2 separate regions of the Hordeum vulgare genome follow, and region 2 is linked to region 1. A link is a contact called in public Hi-C data. All regions are on one chromosome and are shown on one strand. The core of a region is the stretch at or near the end of the contact, and the rest is flanking DNA. Distances in the headings are between cores, read along the strand shown. Region 1 holds the start of LOC123447730 (protein DETOXIFICATION 29-like). Region 2 holds the start of LOC123447734 (type IV inositol polyphosphate 5-phosphatase 11).

The links. A called contact is a pair of places that touch in the nucleus more often than the background predicts.
Region 2: a Hi-C map of leaf shows a contact between it and region 1, with 6 times the contacts expected there. The contact joins the promoter of LOC123447734 here to the promoter of LOC123447730 in region 1. A contact is called at or near these places in 3 of 6 Hi-C or Micro-C datasets (all in leaf) and 1 of 1 datasets of contacts at active chromatin or transcription factors (embryo).

Annotation. Positions count from the first base shown.
Region 1 is chr4H:32,388,643-32,391,342 of MorexV3_pseudomolecules_assembly, forward strand. It overlaps LOC123447730 (protein DETOXIFICATION 29-like), which reads left to right and starts at 1,304. Exons shown (of 8, transcript XM_045124373.1): 1 at 1,304-1,640. The coding sequence starts at 1,443.
Region 2 is chr4H:32,535,013-32,537,712 of MorexV3_pseudomolecules_assembly, forward strand. It overlaps LOC123447734 (type IV inositol polyphosphate 5-phosphatase 11), which reads right to left and starts at 1,324. Exons shown (of 8, transcript XM_045124380.1): 1 at 1,150-1,324; 2 at 887-1,040; 3 at 680-810; 4 at 510-586; 5 at 289-414; 6 at 1-123. The coding sequence starts at 1,175.

The sequences.
Region 1 (2,700 bases), core at 54-2,553:
GAATTTTGGATGGACAACCCTTTAAATATGATTTATTTAACAATGAATGCAATTAAAGTGCATCAAAGATCTATTAAAATGAGAAACTTTAACTTTATGAAATATCTTATATTTTTGAATACTTTTAAAATGATAATGGACTCAATAAAGACATCCAAAACAAAATGTTAGTTAGGTCCAACTTATAAGCACAACAACTTACATTCTCCGAATTTCATCGAGCTCCATGAAGTAATCGAAGTCATTCGAAATTAATGCAACTTTCCCATGATCACGATAGCGCGTGCCCCAAACTTCCGAGTTTAAATCCTCCTGCTAAGGCCCTGTTTGGAACCACTTAGATTGTATAATCCAGTTTTTATAATCTATTATGTTTCCAAACAGGACAGATTATGGTGTAGGTTATAAAAACTAGATGGACAGATTATTAAAAACTAATAATCTACTCTACCCCAGCTAAAATCAGATTATGAATTGCTAATGACCTATTACCCTTGTAAAGTTGGAGATAATTACATTCCTGTCACCGCCACCCTCCTCTTTTTAAAAACAAAATAGAAGGCACACAGGTCATTATGCGCTGTAAAGCCTGGATTACAGTTTATATAATCTGGCCTCCAAACATGCCCACCTAGATTATATTTATAAACCAGCAGATTATATAATCTATCTTCATAATCTAGATTATTATAATCTATTATGGTTCCAAACAGGGCCTAAGCATAAGCTATGATCAGCAAAGTCCAAAAGAAAATAAGAAACTCTCCTTTTTTTTCTACAACAAACATTGGTTAATTAGCGCGGTGTCAACTTTAAGAAACGCACCAAATATATAGGCTAGCGCATGCTATTCCGGGCAGCACCGGTTTCAAGTTTCCACCAATCTACCTACGCACTCCCCACCAAACACTGCAGGCTAGCAGCAGCTAGAACACGCTCGATGCTGCTATCGACACAAATCTTTTCCGCTAGCTGTTGAACACGCCGGTCATGATCCCATGATTGATGGGAATCCCCTGAAAATCAGAGCAAGTCAACAACACCGGTTGCCGTGTACCCACGTCCCATCCCAATCCACATCGCTCCACCCACAACCCGGACCGGAACCTGTGCTCCGTCAAACAATCGACGCATTAACAGCCGATCAATAGCTACTAAGTAAAGTAGGAGCGTAGCTAGCCACATCTGTGTGTGTATTGTGTACTCTCATGTGTGCAGACGCAGACGCGGTAGCATCGGCGGAGATAATAAAGCAGGCTTTGAAGGCATGGGCACGGAATATGCCCGGGCTCTGGAAGAAGCCTATAAATAACTCTGCGACTCCTCTCTCACATCCATCCGTCTTCCTCCTCTGCTCAACTCAAGAGCGCACGCCACAAAACACACTAGCTAGCTGGCCTGGCCTGATCTACCGGTGGCCGGACCGATCAGATTGTTTGTTGATGGGGAAGATGGTGGGCAAGAGCTGGCAGGAGTCGAGGCTGCTGTGGCACATCGCGTTCCCGGCCATCCTCACCGCCGTCTTCCAGTTCTCCATCGGCTTCGTCACCGTCGGCTTCGCGGGCCACATCGGCGAGGTCGAGCTCGCCGCCGTCACCGTCGTCCAGAACGTCATCGAGGGCTTCGCCTACGGCGTCCTGGTACGCACGCCCGCCGACCCCGCCCCGCGCCAACCCACTTGCACATATGCTAACGCGAAACCATTAACATTGCTGCTTTCATAGCTCATACTAGATGCTTCCATTCCATCTCTTGATTTGCACCGGTTAACCCGGCAAAATTCAGTCGCACGTACGGACGCAGCACGTCTAAGCACATGCCGTAACTCTTGATTAACTGGATTATCGATCATGTCTCGATCAATTCAGATCAGCTTTATAAGTAGTCAATTAGACTGCAGAATTTGCGAAGCACGTAGGTATACATTAAGAGGTCAGTACTCGTAATCAGGATGCATGAAGCGCAGCTAGCAGGTATATACAGCTGATTAATTAAGCTAGCGAGCAATGTGCCGTGGTAATGTAGGGTGGTTTGCACGTCCCCATCTTAGGTCAGCTCCCGTGCGTCGCAAAGTAACACCCGTGTTTGTTCCTTCCCTTGGAGTTGGAGACTTGGGTCAGCACTCAGCAGGACACCAGTAGAAACAAGGGTTTGATTGGTCTGGTCATGCGTATGACCTAAGGAATTATTAACAAAACATGCATGTCTCCCTGTGCGTGCTTGCTTAACCATAATAAAACTTGTAGTAATAAGAAGAAAAGCCTGCAATTGTGACGGATATTACGTACGTACCAGCTTACGCATGAAGAAGCTGGGGTTAGTAGTTAGTGATTGTTTAATTTTCAGTTTGCCTAGGGAGGCCGCATCGGGCTGGCTGGCTGGCTGGCCAACCATCGATCGATCAAGCTAAGGATTCGGTTGTGCAAACATGTGTACTCGCGTGCGCGTGCGCGTGTTTTCTAGCCCGGAATCGGGAAAAGCCAAGGGAAAGGGATCACATGCGGAAAAGCTTACCAATGGCACATGGTGAGCCATGCATGTGTGTCCGCACAGCTTTTTCTCAACAACACGATATGGATGCAGGCATTAATATAGATCGTGCATATATGCACTTATTTTTACGAACACATACTTATCCTACTATCCCTACAAGCATCTTTGAGAGACTAAACCTGCATATCATCATAAGATTGACGAAGT
Region 2 (2,700 bases), core at 74-2,573, 150 kb after region 1:
TCAAGTCACCAAGCCAAACTGTTATGTCTGCAGATTTGGCGTAGTGTATGTCATTCTTGGAGAACAGCGAGTGCGAAATATGCCGGCATTCAGAGTTCCTCTTCTCCACCTTGCGTTCATGGGCTACACTTTAGTAAGACACCTTGTTAGTTATTTGTAACAACATTTTGAAGACAACAGTTAAATTACTGAATTATTGTTGCTTTCAGTATTTGCACTGAGGTTATAACACCCCACAATATTAGTGATACTAATAAGAAATGGGTTGACCGGAAGTTGTAAATCAACCTGCAAGATGGCAGGACACAAATACCATCTGGATCCCGCTGAAGTTTACATACATGGCCACAGCTCCTTTCTTCCTCCCAATTACGCCACCGCAGCCTCCAACTGCGTGTTCATCTACCTTCATTTCTGTCCAAATTCAGAATTTAAACATAACTTATTCAATCAGATTAGAAGTGCTCTTTCAACATCAAGAATACTCAACTATATAATAACAAGATCACCTTTGATGTACGCTTCTGAACTCTTTGCCCCGAAAAGGAACATCTGAATCGACTGCATGGCCTTCTGGCATAACAAGCTGAAATTTCGGCAACCATTGATGTGTTCCAGAATATGGTGAAAACATTCAGAATGTTCATAAAAGAAAAGGTTCGCCTTGAAGATTCCTCACATGTGTGTATCAGCCATGGCTTCTTGCAGAACTTGTTCGACGCCGCATTTCGGGACTTCTTGCAGCCCAACGACCAGCAAGTCGAACTTCCTGTTGGAGCTCACCAGCTTCCTTATGTCCTCCACAGACATCTTAAAAAAAACAGATATTAAACCAAAGGAATATGATTGAGCCATCAAGAAGAACACAGCCAAGAATACGACGCACCTTGCCGTTCATGTTCCATGTGATAATGCAGACACAGAGCACAGAGCCGGTGGTGAACTCACAGGCTTTCTGAATCCGGATCGTCTTGATGCCTTCATGAGTTCCATCCTCTTCAATGGAAACCATGCCATTGCTGTTCAGCTCACTGAATCTCCTGCGATCCCATTAGTATATACATGCATCAATCACATGGAAAGAAACTTTTAATAAGACTGGACATGTATATAACTTTTGTTATCTCAAACGGATAATATAATACTGACCATCTGAAGCTGCTGCAGTTGCCCATGTCTATGTTGGCTGAGCCCTTCTCTTCCAATTATCTTACAAGAAGAAGATTACAAAAGGGGACTTTTTATACAAGATCTGTTCCGAAAGTTCGACGTTTCTTCGCGGAAACCAAATTGATTAGATTTTGAGATGCTTCTGGTCATCACGTTTTCCTGGTCAGCAATTATTGTGCAAGTTTCAACATGGCAGTGGAGAGAAAAAGACAAGTGGAATGCCGAGGACCAACCACTTGGTTAACATGGATTGGGTAGTTAGGTGCTGGATATCTTTGATGCGACAACAAGATCGCGCTTGCCGTCGCATCGTTGCAAGGGCTGCTGCTGCACTCCACAAAGAGCGCACATGTGAAATAGACCAGGCACATAAAGAGGACCAGCGGAATTGCTGCCAAATAATGATGCTTGGAGACAATCAGGGCCACAGTTTTGCTTAGCAGCTAACTTGGTTGACCATGAGTTCTCTGATGGAGGAGTTCAATTGGGGAACATGCTGGACTTGCTGTGCTGCTGAAGTTTCACCATGGGAGCCTTGTGCATCACTGATCAGGAGGTAGGTATGTAGGCAGGAAAAACAACCGCCTTGTGAAAGCGATATCGCTCTCGTTTTATCTCGCGTATATTAAAAATGAGCAGAAATGCATTGCACTGTTTTTTTTGGGGGGGGGGGGGGGGTATCTTGTCCGGTTAATTTCGATTTTCAAAGCAACAGAAATGCATGTCAGAACAGGTTTCGCAGTAAAATCAGTAGCGCCCTCAATGAAGTTAAATCAGATGGACTACTGCAAGATGAAGACTGAAACTTTAGTATTGTGAATAGTATATATATATATGGGGATGGGAATTCGATGCTCTCGGTACCCGTGCACCCTATATGCGCCAAAAAAACTGGTAATTCAAAAAAAAATCACAAAAATATAAAACTTTTTTGGAATCAAACATCATCAAGTATTATATTCGTATAAAAAGTTTGGACAAGAAATGATTTTCAACGACTTAGGGACATGATAAGTTTACTAGCAAAAGGGTCCGTGCGTTGCAACGGGAGAAAAAAATACCACACGCTTTTAATCTTTTATAATCATTTTGGTTTATTAAAATAATAAGCTAACTAACTAATGTAGTCAGTCCTATCCTATTTTGTTGAGAAATCAACCCATCCATTGTTAATTCCACCATGATGAGAAATTGAGCGGGACAAGCAAAGCAAAACAAAGAGGCTACGTGAATTGATCAAGGGACTGTTATCTTATTTCACCATGGGGTAGAGAATGTGGGATGAGATGACAAACTGAAGGTGGTGTTCCATTCTCTCTCTCTACAACAATGCAATCTTACATTCAATACATTCATTCATCAACAAACAAATTCTCACAAAACAAAATTTCTTGCCGGTGCTTGGCACACGGTTGGAGGCATGGGGAGGGGATCTCACCAGATGATGAGTTCCTGCCGGAGGAGGGGATAAGATGAGGGGAGCAAGGGTTAGGCGCCTCTATCTGGCCATAAGGAGTCGCCGTTGTCGCG